Regions from separate parts of the Capsicum annuum genome. Here region 1 is linked to region 2. The links are chromatin contacts, called in public Hi-C maps. All regions are on one chromosome and are shown on one strand. The core of a region is the stretch at or near the end of the contact, and the rest is flanking DNA. Distances in the headings are between cores, read along the strand shown. Region 1 holds the start of LOC107864176. Region 2 holds the start of LOC107852196 (VAN3-binding protein).

The links. A called contact is a pair of places that touch in the nucleus more often than the background predicts.
Region 1: a contact with region 2 is called in a Hi-C map of leaf, with 2.0 times the contacts expected there. The contact joins the promoter of LOC107864176 here to the promoter of LOC107852196 in region 2. A contact is called at or near these places in 4 of 5 Hi-C or Micro-C datasets (bud, leaf and placenta).

Annotation. Positions count from the first base shown.
Region 1 is chr3:21,241,929-21,249,320 of UCD10Xv1.1, forward strand. LOC107864176 reads right to left here and starts at 4,614. Exons shown (of 6, transcript XM_016710464.2): 1 at 4,263-4,614; 2 at 3,126-3,281; 3 at 1,806-1,886; 4 at 1,574-1,699; 5 at 1,244-1,342; 6 at 761-1,082. The coding sequence starts at 4,368. The coding sequence ends at 1,012.
Region 2 is chr3:20,806,656-20,814,412 of UCD10Xv1.1, forward strand. LOC107852196 (VAN3-binding protein) reads left to right here and starts at 4,932. Exons shown (of 7, transcript XM_016697253.2): 1 at 4,932-5,443; 2 at 6,296-6,406; 3 at 7,367-7,757. The coding sequence starts at 5,108.

The DNA.
Region 1 (7,392 bases), core at 3,364-5,863, 430 kb after region 2:
CGTGAAATTAGCTGAGGTGAACGCAAACTGATTTGAACACCACACTTATAAAAAATATGAGGTAAAATAAATAATTAATTGTATTTTATTTTTAAAAAAAAATGACGATTGCATTTGTATCAACTATTTTTAGTAGTGACTAGCTATTGGAGTACACAATTAGTCACTTCAGAGGCATGTTTGAAGTGAGTAAATTATTTTTATCTACTCTGATTTAATTTAATATAGTTCTCTTTTTTACCGTACTAATCTTTCTGCACTTTTATTAAGGATATGAGTGACAACAAATAGTAATTAATTATATTTTAATTTTTTTAAAATGACGATTGCAGTTGAACCCACTATTTTTAATAAATACGACAACTGGTATGGATAGAAGGGAGAAATAATATGGAAGAAAAGAGCAATCCAAAATAGTTTTGAGTCATCACGAAGTTATTAGAATTTAGATATGATGGGGAAATAAAATGATTTTTTCTAATTTCTTTGAGCTCTTGTTTACAACTTTATATCAATTTTTGGGCTCTTCTATGAGCCCATTGTCACATATTTTTTACAGTATAAACTATAGGCAAACAATTTCTCATATTCTTTTCTTGCAAAAAAAAAAAAATCATGAAAGAAAAGGCAATCCGGTGCATTAAAGCTCCCGCTATACACGGGTTTGGGAAATGCCGGACCACAAGGTTCTAAATGCAGCCTTACCGTGCCACTATTTTCCTTAGACAAAACATAAATAATGTTGAGTACTACAATAGCATAAGAAGTACAGATGGTTCAATCTGCTAATCAAATTAAGTAATGTCTCACAATTTCAATAAAAAAAAAAATCACAACCCCAGAATGTTATATACACGGAATACAAAAAACTCAATGGCATAAGAAAAAGTGGAATATAAATCTGCCTATGGCCTATATAACAAAGCAAAATTTTCTAAATCACTCGAATTGAACTAAAAAAACGAGCTGCAAAACAACTTTGCTTATTCAAAAATGCAGGAGTGACATATATCAAAAAAACGTAGCAATAGATGCAGCTGTTATGATCAACCAGCTATAGCCACCACCAAAGAATGAAATAGCTGTTTAACACGAAATAGAAACAGAATTAGTACAAAATTTGGGGTCGATTAGTTAACTTTAAGTCTTGCATATGACATAAAATACTATACGTAAGCACGGCCAGGAACTTTAAGTATGAAAGAAAGAGTACGTAAATGGTTGTTCACAGAATTATACTTACCTATACTTTTGCTGTTATCAGGCAAACTAGGAGACGGAGATGATGACCTGTTGTTCATCATATCAAAACCGAGCTGAGCACAATCCATTCCGAGAGCACCTATTACATTTACCAGACAGTGGACACAAGTCAAGTTTTTCTCTAAAGGAAAACTAATTAGTACTTGTTCGTAACTATCTGACTGCACTTCTATATCCACATGACATGTTTAAGACCACAAGATACAAAAAACTTCTTTACCTTCTTAAACAGCGTGCCAAGTCAAAACCAGACAAACAAAATCGAAATATAGGGAGTATTAGAAGTGGTTTCGTAAAGCATGGCTCTTACATTCTTTGAAGCAAGGGAAAACAGTTTGATTGAGTAGATTGTAATAACCCTCTTTGCAATCACAAGAATATGTCACGGCAGAGGTCTTATTGCACGAGCCTCCTCCACAGTCAGCCCAATAACAAGCTAGAAGATCACAACAAAAAGAAACAAATTACTAGCAAAATCTTCAATAACTGTTCCTGATTACGGAAAGTATAGCATAGCTTTAGGAATAGCGAATTGTGATTACGTTCAAAGATAGATGAATTAGAGCGTTTATCTGGCGCTGGGGCAGGAGGAGCCCCCTCTCCACAGGAGAAATTTACAGAACCTGCAGAGAGAAAACATCATCATCAAGATAACGACCACAAACTATAATGAATGAAAACAAAAAAGACCATGACCGTTTATTTGGGCAACCATTTCAATCAAGCTAAAAAATTTAATTTGAACAAGTCCAAATGAAAATGATACTTTTATTTTATAACCATTACTTGCTAGCTATGTGGAGTTGAAAAGTATCGTGTTATAGTTTTCTGAATCAATCAATTTTGTTAGGCTAATCAAATTTATGCCAACAAAATCCATCAGAAGTCAAAGAAGTTGAAAAAAATAAGATTTCCATTTAATAGATTATTATGTTATATGTGTCGCTTTTGACCCCACAAGATAGGGCTAAGGTTTGCACACACACTACCCTCCCTAGACCCCATTTGTGGGATTTATACTAGGCATGTCGTTATTGTTTGTTGTGTCGCTTTTGACACAACATGTACGAACTTTCACTATCACAAAAGTGCATCTCTGCCCTTGAAAATCAAATACTTCAGCAATAACATGAGAAGAAAGAAACAAATGAATGAAATGAAAACAAGAACTTCATCCAACATATCTAAAACATCCATTAGTTTTATATCTTAATTTGATCTTTTGCTCGTGACGGATAATATTAATAACTGTAAGTTTTGAACAGAATTCTGCCACGAAAAGTTTTGATCAATCCAGGTAAAATTCACATATTGAACATCTTCTTTTCAAATCACTCTTCAAACATAGCAAATCAGAGTCTTACTATGTGCAAATAGGTTTTAAAATGATGATAAGAACATTCACAAATAAAATAGAACCAAAAAAGCAGACGAAAATTCGTCTACTCATTTGAAGAGGCTATAAAAGAACAAAGATCCAATAGAGGAAACACCAGAGTTGATTATACTAAGAACTTTACCCATATATTTTACACTTCCAGTGTATATTCCAGCATGTTATACCAGCTCGTTTACCTTACTTTTGGTAACTAATCCGCACTTATAACAAGTGATTACATCATATAAATATATAGAGAAATCAACTATTCCCTCTGTCGCAATTTATGTAGCACATTTGAAATTTTGAAACTCTGAAATGAATTAGAACACATAAGCTATAAGTTTTCTGAAATAAAATATAACAAAAACTTGATCGACTCTTGAAATTTCAACTATGACACCAATTTTGCCCAATACGAAACTCAATGACTCCAATTATTATTATATATTAACTTGAGGTCGGTATAGGGATGAGGACTTACAATTGGGAATTACACAAGGAAGAAACTTGAAAAAATGATCATTTTCTGAACGAGTTTGTCTCCAGCCAGCATCACATTCACAAGCAAAACCAAAAGTAGAATTTGAAGAAGCCTTGCAACTTCCTTTTCCACAATTCACTGCTTTACACGCATTCTCTGTTTAAAAAAAATATAAAAGAATCAGTAAATAAACATCAAGATCGAATCTTTAGTGAAACCCAAATCAATGAATCAAACAACAACAATAACAATAATGAAATGCCACAAGTGAAATATACGCAGACGTTACCCCTACCTCGTGGAGGTAGAGAGGTTGTGATCCTCGGCTTGAGTATAACAAATCAAAGTAGACATGAAAAGGAAAAACGACACGAAAAAATATAGCAACTACTACTAATACTAACAACAACACCCATGAAATGAGAGTAGAGTACGTGGACCTTACCCCTACCTCGTAGAGGTAGAAAAGTTGTGATCCTCGGTTCGAGTACAATAAATCAAAGTAGATATGAAAAGAAAAAACGACATGAAAAAATATAGCAACTACTACTACTACTACCCGTGAAATGAGAGTAGAGTACGTGGACCTTACCCCTACCTCGTAGGGGTAGAGAGGTTGTGATCCTCGGTTGGTTCGAGTACAACAAATCAAAGTAGATATGAAAAGAAAAAACGACATGAAAAAATATAGCAACTACTACTACTACAAACAACAACACCTGTGAAATGAGAGTAGAATACGTGGACCTTACCCCTACCTCGTAGAGGTAGAAAAGTTGTGATCCTCGGTTTGAGTACAATAAATCAAAGTAGATATGAAAAGAAAAAACGACATGAAAAAAGATAGCAACTACTACTCGGTTTCGAGTGTACGTGGACCTTATCCCTACTGAGATAGAGAGTTTATTTCCGGAGGACCTCAATTCGAGTACAATATATCAAAGTAGATATGAAAAGGAAAAGCGACAGTGAAAACAACATAGCAACTAATAAGAAAACAGTAACAACAACAATAGCAAAATCAATGAATCAAACAAAAAGGAAAATTAAGAACATCCCAGTTGATAAAATAAAAAGAATTCACCAAAAATACTGAGTTAGGGGTCAAAATTAGATAGGAAAAAAATAAGGAATTACCAAAGATAGGGGAGAGGAAAGGAGGCATAGCAATGTCTGCAGTGGACCATATTGGAAGAAGAAGAACAATAATGGATAGAATTGACATGATATGAATTGAAGCCATAGCTGATCAAGAATAATCAGCTAGAAGTGAATAAACAATAAGAATTTTGATGAATTTTTCTGTGAGTTTTTAGGGGGTATTAAATGGGTGTATATGGAAGTTTTTTTTTTTTATCTTTTGTCAAATGGAAGTTTCTGAAGACGTAGGAAGTTAGAAAACTAATAAATAACATGGTCATGGGTGGAAGGCTATGACTTATGAGAGATATAACTGATACGCGGAGCCTTAAATTTGGCGGAGAAAATCCCCCAAAATTTAATAGTATGTCATTCATAATATTTAGCGAAATAATACTTCCTCCGTTTTAGAATAAATAAATTATTAAGGTATTTATTGATATTTTAAAATAAATAAATTATTAAAAAAAAATTCAAAATTACCCTTATGATTTGACAAGCAAAAGACACTACAAATTTTATTTTTTTTTTAGTAAAAGAGATTTCAAGGGTAAAAATAAAAATTTATGTTAAATTTATGTTTTTGATGCTTTTTTCTTAATCTTGTGCTAAAATTCAACAATTCATTTATTTTGAAACAGAGTGAGTATATAAATATAATATAATATTATATATTTTTTATATATGATATACTAATTTTTTTAGTAAAATATGTGTGAACCGGATGATGGCTCCGCCTATTCAATAAAATTAGGTCTTGAATCTAACTCACACTCGACTCCAAAAGTAAGTTAATGCAGGAAAGATTGTCTAAATTCAAGAGCAATTACCTAGTTTTTTTTTCGATTTAGGTTTTTTAATACTCTCCTAGACATTCATGCTTCGTTAACTGAATCGTGAACAATATAAAATGAGAATTTAACATCGGTGAATGAAGAACTGGAATGGGCTCAACTCTCATACCATGTAAAATTAGGTTTTGAACCTAACTCACATTCCAAAAATTATCTCATGAGGAGAGGATTGAACCTAACTCACATTCCAAAAGTTATCTCACGAGGAGAGGATTGAACCTAACTCATATTCCAAAAGTTATCTCACGAGAAGAGAATTGATCGAGTCTATATAAAGAAACCAATTACACGATACTTTTTCGATGTGAGACTCTTAACACGTGCTATGAATTAAGCTTTTGACTTATTTTTTCATTCTCCAATCAAGTTTTTGACTATTATTGAGAAAACTGGGTTAGTTGGCAGTTGGGGCTATGGTTGTCTTGGATTTCTCCTAATTTATTTTAAAGGTTATAACTTCCGTACTTCGATACCTGACTCGCCTTTTGACTTGGTATTCCTTTCTATCGTTTGATTATCGGGATGGGATGAAATAGGTAAAATTACATATTTATAAATAGCTAATTTTAGTATAAAATAATGTTCGAAATCAATTATCACATAATCAAAGGAGGGATAAAATAATTTTATATTTATATTTTAAGATTGTTATTCTTTATCTCATCAATCAAACGATACCGCCTAAGGTTATGCTGCTACTAATTAGGACGCCTCTTCTTTTTGTTTTAAAAATTTTAAGTGAAAATTACTCTTCGATTTATTTTGTTTGTGAATAGTTTAACTTGGACATAAAATATTAAAAGGAATAATTAATTTTGAGATTAATTTAAAAATGAATTTATCCCATGTTTGCTTGAAATAAAATCACGAGATAACTTATCTGGACATTAGTTGTCCAGGATTGTAATTTTATAAATCATCCTAAGATAACTTGTTTCCCAATTAAACGAGCGATTATTTTAGATCTAGCTTCGAACATAAGGGACTGTTTTTGTAATTTCTGGTCTTTGTACTTGTGAATTGTGATACGTTGTTCACTTAACTGTTTTTTATAGGAAGAATTTCGGAGAATTCAATGTACCTTTTAACTTATGTAATTATAAATTCTTGCAGGCATCCATAGTACTTGCAAGATTTTAATTTGGATGTGATTCTTGTGTACTCGCTCTGTTTTATCTTAATTGGCCTCTTTCTAAAAATATTTATTTTAATTTAGTTGTTTTTTTAATGAAATTAAGATAATTTTATTTTGTTCGTTCAATACTACTCTCAATATTAGATGATTAAATAAAGTGTGATTATTTGAATTTATATTTTCAAAGAATAATTAATAAGGTTAATTCGGTAAAATAAATTCCTAATAAATATTTTCTTAAGGAGAGTGTCAAGTAAAAAAAGATCAATTATTTTAAAACGGATAAAGTATATTGGAAGAATATTAAATTTGAACAAATTTTATGCCTATCACATGCGTATACCGACCAATTCGTTAAGCTCTACCGAAGCAAATAAATGTATATTGACTTTTTTAAGTGTGTGATAAGAATTAGTAGCCCTTTGGCAACTAGAAACTTTGGTTATTGAAAAAAACACTATGGCGAATTTTCTATCGTTTAATGCGCTGACAGTAGGAACGGAGGATTAGTCTCACGATTGCTGCTGTGGGGATATCTTGGGAAACCAAAAAAAAAAAAAAACTAGTGTTTTTCACTTTATTCCACTTTATTTCGAAAAATTACTCCACCGTGTGTATATTTTTTTTGTGATTGGTGAAGTATTATCATGTGTATCAATAAGAGTTGTGGCAGACTGATAAGTACTTTTTCATTTTTAGTTAGAAATTTTAGGTTTAAATCTTTTTGAGTACGAAATCGTCTTTGTTAGAAAGTGTTTTACCTCTAATATGGGATTTGCTGACTTATATCTATTTATTATCATATAAATAAAAAATTAGCTATTTTATGAAATAGTAAACAAATAAAAGTGAACGTATTCAATGCATGATTCCATAACATTGCTAGCTCAAAGTACATTGAAGATTTTTACAATATCTTTTTCCCCATAATAGTCATTAATGAAAGGTAGCAATGTGTTAGCAATTCATAGATTAGGTAGAGGTAGCTGAAATATTTGTTACCATATGGTGGGCACTATTTGACTTTTTAAGTTTTTGATTCATACACATAAATACCTTTTCATGCATAATCTTTAGCCAAGTACTCCATAAGGACATTTAATTAAGTAGCTTCCCCCACTTTCATTTTCACACTATC
Region 2 (7,757 bases), core at 3,682-6,181:
TTAGTTATAATATCGGATGAATTGACACGGCCTATTCCAAGGAAGTTGTCATAGTGCATACATAGTAATAGACTCTAGACTCTAAATGTCTCATGTATTTTAAGTGCAAGTTCAATGATGCTGAGTTTGCAGTTAAGGAGGGACTGGAAATGAAGATTGACTACTCAAAAAAAGAAAGTTTCAAGTATTTAGGGTCTATAATTCAAAAAATGAAAGATTAGTGATAATTTCACTAATCATAATGAAGCAATGTAGGTAAAATAAACCTAGGATCGTGTATGGGGCATTGTGATAAGAATAAGTTACAAATGGATAAAAAGATCTATATTATCATATGAGGTAGAGTGTTGGTCTATCAAGAATGCACATGATCAAAAGATAAAAATAGTGAAGAAGATAATGCTCATAGGGATGTGTGAATAAACTAGGAAACATAGAATTATGAAGAAAGTTGCATATGAAAACTTGGAAGTGACCCCAGTAGCAAATAAGATGAGGGAAGTCTCTCTGAGGTCGTTCGACTATGTGACGAGTAGGTGTATGGAGGCACCGGTAAAGAGATATGGGAGTTTGAATATAAGTGATTTTAGGAAAGACAGAGGTATGCCTAAGAAGAACTGGGAAAGGAGACCCCCCCCCCCCCCCCCCCCCCCCCCCCCCACCCCCGCAAATATAGTACTTTTATGTGATCGAGGTAAGGAATAGTCTCCTCTTTTACTTAATTACTAATTTTATCTTGTAACTAATCACTTATTATTCTTCATTTTAAAACTATCTAGTATTTTTTCCATCATTTTTATTATATATCTCGCTAATTTGCGATTATTACTCCTCTAATTACACTTCTTTTGAATCTAAAATCATATTAAAAATAACCTTAATCTATACCTCACAACAACAAGAGCAAAGTTTGTTTATATTTAACCTTCCTTAAAAATTAATTTTAAGATTACAATATATATGTTTACTATCATTTTATTTTTTTTTGGAAAAGATGTGCATTAAGAGAGCAGCAAACAGAGTTCCTAAGCCTAGCCCGCCTCGATTACAAAAACCACTGGGCAGTGACCGTCTGAGTCTACTTGCGTAGGAACATTCCTACTATAGCAAGTACCTACACTATCCGCCCAAACATTCTGGGCTACAAAGGGGAAGGGGGGTATTAAAAAATTGATAAGTTTCATACTGTTCCTGCCTGAGTTCTGCTTCTCCAAAGCATCTGATGTCCTATTCTGCTCCCTGTAGCTATGATGAATGGATGGACCTTTCAATCTTCTTATCACAGATCTGCAGTCACCAAGAATCGAGTTATAACAAATTACCTTGTTTCAACATTTGAATGATCATAAGAGAATCAATGCAAATCTCAATTGGATAAAGATGGTGCTCCAGGACACTAGTAAGGCCCTTATGTAAAACCAACAGTTCCATAAGGGTATTACTAGTGTGACTGAAACTCTGAAAGAGTGATGCAGATACTACCAAGTGTTTTCCCAGTGAGAGAAGGGAAATATTGGAAGGTGATAGTGAGGTTACCCCTGTAGTGGGGATGAGATCTTCCCAAAGGGATGTAGCATAGCTGCAGCTAAAGAATATATGAGGGTTGTCTTCAGAAAAATAGTTACACTTCATAAGAGATGGGTTGATGTCAATGCTTCTATGAGCTAGATATCTTTAGTAGGTGGGCTATTATGAAGCATTAACTACAGAAAGAATTTAAGCTTATTAGGAATATAGGTTTTCCAGATCCAATTTCAAGAAGTAGTTGGGAATCAAAATTAAAAGTCACCTTGCAGCTAAAGGAGGAGGCAATTTGCAGGAGAAAGAGCATTTGCCATTTAAAATCCAAAAAGAAGAATCAACTTTGATTCTGGAATTAGGAAAAAGGGTATGTAGGATGGTATGCTTGATCTCTAGGGGAATTTCAAAAGGAAGAAAGTCTAGTTTCCATACTCTATTATGCCTTATATAGGATGGCCTGAAGAAAGGGCAGGGATTAGGAAGAGGGCCTTGAATTATTTGGCTAGGAGGGGAGATTTAGGAACCCATCTGTTCCTCCAAGCATCTACTTTATTGCCATTATGAACTATCCATCGAATAACATCCTTACAGATAGTCCAGCTTCTGTGGATCTTCCTTCAGGTTTTAGAGGATGGGGGGCTTAGGTTGCCAGTGTTGTTGTTGTATTTACTAGTAAGGACTCTGGCTCAGAGGGGAAGAGGGATTAGTATGCATTATTCAAGCCAGGCTACAAAGGATAGTGTCATTCTTAACTCTAACTTTTGGCATACCTAACTCCCTTCTTTCTTGGACTTAGTAATGGTATCCCAATTTACCATATGTATTTTCCTTCTAAAATCAGTGGCCTAAAGAAAGTTCCTTTGGGTCTTATCAATCAGTTTATGATTTCTACTAGGAAGGAGGGTGTATTGCATCACATGAATGAGCATGCTACTCAAGGAGGCCTTAGACAGGCTAGATATGCCAGCCATGTTTAGAAACTTAGTCTTCCAACTAGCTAATTTACTATTTATATTAGCTAAGATGAACTGAAAGTCACTAACCTTAGGGGTGTACTGAAATGTAGAAAAACCCAGGTATTTCCCAAAGTTATTGCTAAGGTTAATGCCTATTAAGATCAATATCCTCATGGAAAGATCGATTGACCAGATTCCTGAAATTACCATGATTACACCACATAGACTCGACTCTGAAGGGTTTACTGGGGCTTTGGTGGAGTTTGGTAAAATGAAGGAGCAAGGGAGAATCATCAGAATGAGTCCTAGAAAGATAAAAAACTGAAGCCTCAAGGAAAGTATGGATCCAGTGACCTTTAGCAAGAAACCTATCCAATCTCTCAAGGATCAGGCTATGCCTATTTCTATACCTCGTGTTATACCAAGTGTATTTACTACCCTTATACCCTAAATCCATGAGACTATAATGATCTATACAATCCTAGAAAAGAGAAATTCTAGAGAGATTCAGCCAGTTGCCCCCAAATTTCTCAGTATCTCCAAGGAGCTCATTAAAATTCCCTCTCGTAAGCCAGCTAGTACAACCCAAAGAAACAAAAGTATCAGAAAAGGACTTAAGCTGGTTCTAAATGAGCCTTCTCATGTTAAAATCAGTACTTACGTAAACAATACTAAAAATCCAAACAAAGGGAGGGTGCTAACCTTGACAGTCACATGGGTGTCCTGAAGAGTAATGGAAGTCTCATTGATGGAGAGGGAGTCATCTTTCCACATAAGAATTATACCACTAGAATTACTTATAACACTAGACTGAGGGTGGCAAAAAAAACCCAGCTTCTCCATGAGACTATGATGGGTCTGATATTCTGGTTTCTAACAGGGCCAAGATGTAGGTTGATGAATACTAATCAAAGACTTACAATATTTCCTAAATTCGGCAGTGTTTGCTTCTCCCTGCCCCAATATTTCATACTATACAATTCTGCATCATTTGGTTGGGGATGGGGAGTGTTTCTCATCACAGCCTTGTTTTTCTTTATTAGATTGGATGAGCCTGTTATTTCTCGATTCTTCCTCTTTTTGGAGAGTGGGGTTAGCTTAGCTATGAAGTGTTCCCATAGAGTAAGGCTTACAAGATTTAGCATGATAGCTAACTTTGTCAGCTCCTGACATAAGAGGACAATAACCATATCGTGGATAAGATTTGTAAACTCTAGGCTTGCAGATTTACCAGGGTGAGCATATCTGTTTTGGGAATTCTTATTTGAGCAAGTATGCTCTCCATTTTTCGATTGCTCTCCCTCAATGATTTCAGAGTCTTGTCTCTTTCTAATATTTCCTGATAGAGAGGGGTAGGTTGAGAGACTCAGACTGGTGGTAAGCTCACTAGGATCTGGTTTCCTCTATAAAGATTCACAAAAAGTGGTCCCTAAGCTAGAATAGCAGGATTGATATAATTAGTCCAAAGTTCAACTGTGAGATAATTTTCTAATTGTGTACAAATTAGTGACATTTACATAAAATTTAGCTATATTAACCTTTTCTAAAGCCCTTTTCATTTTCATCACATCAAAGCTTCAAATTGGAAAAAAAAATCATTCAAATTTGTCTAGCTTCATACAATACATATATTACGTACTTCCTCAGTCCAACAATACTATATAATAAGTATAATTTTATTATACCATCTTTTAAAAATAATAAATTTAATATTTTTAAAAATATATTAAATAATAAATAATATTTAACAGCAAGATTATAATAGATATAAATGAGTAAGTTAACCATTGACTTTCTGAACAAGTATTGTCACATATATTAAATTCTTATTTTATCAATCTCATTTTAGTATAAATTAGGCAAAACACTAAATAAGTAATCAAATATTCTCTTCGTTTCATAATAAATGAATTGTTAAATTTTGACATACATATTAAGGAAAAAATTTTAAAGAAATAAATTAACACAACTTTTTATTTTTACCCCAAAAAAAGGAAAAACTGACCTTGTAATTCATTTCAAAAGTTTATTGGTTGTTAAAACGTAAGGACAAATTTGGAAAAAGATTTAATGATTCACTTATTTTGAAACACCAATAAATATCCCAATAATTCACTTATTCCGGAGGGAGTAATAAGTAGGTGATTGGCCATGAATTTTTTTTTAATGAAAAAAATAAAAACAGTAGTGTTTGATCATTATTTTATTTTAGTAAAAATTATTTTAGTGAAAACAAGTTTGTTTTTACTTTTATTTTTCTAATAAAATTTCAAAAACAACTACTCTAACATATACTCTATGACTAAATACAACACTAATTTTAATTTTAACAAACCAACTTCAACTCTCAAAAAAATATTATATGATCAAACGGATCTAAGTAGAGTATAAATCTCAAGATTACAATAATCTCAATTAATATATATACCCAAATCCTAAAATGGAGTAAAATATATCACTGACAATTCATCTACACTTTTTGTCTCTCTCTCACACACACATAGTGTCACTGTTCCACCTTCACTTTCTCATTCCTTTGATCTATAAAGCATCAAAAACTCTCCCACTCCCAACACAAACAACACCAACTACTCCCTCTCCCCACTTCCTTTCCATTTTCACTGTTAAAAATGGAGCAAGTACAGCCAATGTACAGGCCAAGACCACCAGAAACACCAAAAGAACCCATGGAATTTCTTTCACGTTCTTGGAGTTTATCTGCTTTTGAAGTGTCTAAAGCTTTAACTCCTTCACAAGTTGTTTTACCGAAATCTGTTTTTATTACCGGTGCTCCTAGTGGTAGTGGTAGTTGTAATGGTAGTGGCACTATACACGAAGAGGAAGAAGAAGATGTTGTTGGTGTTGAGTTAGATGAATCTTCTGCTGCCATTGTTTCTGGAAACCCTTTTTCATTTGCTTCTTCAGAAACTTCTCAACTTATTATGGAACGCATTATGTCTGTTTCTGTAAGTATCCTTGTTTTGACAATAATTAGTCAACTTATGCCCTTTTTGTTTGTTTATATCTGTTTTTTAAGTTAAACCCAATTTTTATTTTTGGAGTTTTACGGTGGGTTTTCTTTATTTTGAGTGGAGGATCGAAAATACACCTAAAAGTATTTTAATTTTTTGAGTTTCGTAACTGAGTTATCACTGTATTTATCAAAACAAAACTAAATCATTAGTTCACTTTTTTCTATCTGAAAATTTTGGTATAAAACTCACACAAATGATTACTAGGTGTGTAACGCTAAATATTTATTGAATAGTTCTAAGTAAGAAACTCATAAATTTCATACTAGTTTAGATATGAAACTTCAGTTAAATTGGAATATTTAAGTGTTTTTTTTTATCTTTTTACTTTTTTTTTTTTGGATTTATGGGAAAACCAAAGAGTTTTCTGATAGGAGCTGAGTTAAGGGGACATTTATGGTGACACAACTGTTGCTTTATGATTTCTTGAAAACATCAAAAACAAGTGTGTATTCAATTTTTATATGCTTTTGCAGAGCTACTACTGTTTTTACTCTCTCTGGGTTTTTCTTTCATTATTTAATTAATCAAAATCCACTACCTAAAACAAGTGTACTATAGTTATTTCTTTTCTCCTCTTTCTGGGCTGCTATACAAAAATTCTTCAATGATCTCCCTTTTCTTTATTTTTTTAGTATCTATTACTTTATTGGTATATCCAAAACAACCTTTTTTTTTTTTTTGAGCTAGAGGTGGATAAAGATAAAGGTCTACGTACACTCTACCGGCCATGTTGTTGTTTATTATTTTATTGATTGATTTTGTGTATTGTGTGGTGTACAGCAGGATGTTTCACCACGCACATCTGGGCGCCTATCACACAGTAGTGGACCTTTAAATGGTGGCTCTCTTACAGACAGTCCTCCAGTTTCTCCTTCTGAAATGGATGATTCTAAGGTTTTTGTTCTATGTCTTCTCTCTTTCTACTAATGTTGTTTGTAACATGTTGTACTTAACATATGGCCCAAATGGTTCTTTTTTTTAATTTTTTTTGGGTGTTGAGTTTTTTTTCCTTTCTTTTTTGCCTGATACAAAGCACAAGTTCTGATATAGCTGAGTGAAGCTCAGTCTTATGAGAGACAATATATCAGCTTTCTCTTTATCCAATACCCCCCACCCTCCCTCACCAACCCCCACTTGCAGCTCATGCCTAAGGTAGTACCGAAATGATGCTTTTCTTTGCTGTGTGTACAAATCAAAAGTCTTGAATCACTTGTTTAGTAAGATTTCACTTTTCTTCTTTGGTTTTTAAATTCAAGAATTGTGGGAAATTTAACTTTTTTGGCTTTTTATGACAGTAGTTGTTTAGTTGGTATGTTGGGAGAGGTAAAATTTTTAACTGGGATGAAAAATTCTCTGTACATGATTGGCTTTAAGATGATAAGTAGTGGGCAAAGCGGGATAGTGTATTCACTGTGATCTCTTCTGTATAGTACAGAAAAAAGATATTGATACCCCTTTAGTTTTGTGTGTTAGTACTGAGTGTGTAAATTACCAATTTGTCCTTTGCTTTGGATGTCAATATTGGGTAAAATCAGAATTTTGATTCTTGTTGGGGGTTATGGTGGTGGTGGGGGGTGTTGGTGGTGGTGTAGAGGCACTTATTTGATAGCCAAGAAAAAAATGGTCCAATTTTCTTGTGGGGGTATTAATCAATTTTGAGATTTAATGCTGTCACAAGGTGGTTTGGTTCATTAATTTTTGCTTTTAGGTACCTTTCAAGAACGTAGGTAATTTATATTGGCTCTATCTTTTGCTGAAATAGTGTGGTGACACCATTTTGATTTGTTTTGGAGACTTTGTATAACTGATTTTACTGTTTCAATGGATGCTGACATATAGTTTTGTCATCTTCAGTACAGTCGTCTGAACAACGTACCAGTTAATAATCAGTACAGGAGCAGTGCTGCTGCTACTAGCTCGGCTGTTACTGGTGGGGGTGGTGGAGGCGGGAAAACGGTGGGTAGGTGGTTGAAGGATAGGAGGGAGAAGAAGAAAGAGGAGATGAGGGCACATAATGCACAGCTTCATGCTGCTGTGTCGGTTGCAGGAGTTGCTGCTGCAGTTGCTGCTATTGCTGCAGCCACTGCAGCCTCATCTGGTAGCGGAAAGGACGAGCAGATGGCAAAAACTGATATGGCTGTGGCTTCTGCTGCAACCTTGGTAGCAGCACAGTGTGTTGAAGCTGCTGAGGCTATGGGAGCTGAACGCGAGCACCTTGCATCGGTTGTTAGTTCTGCTGTGAATG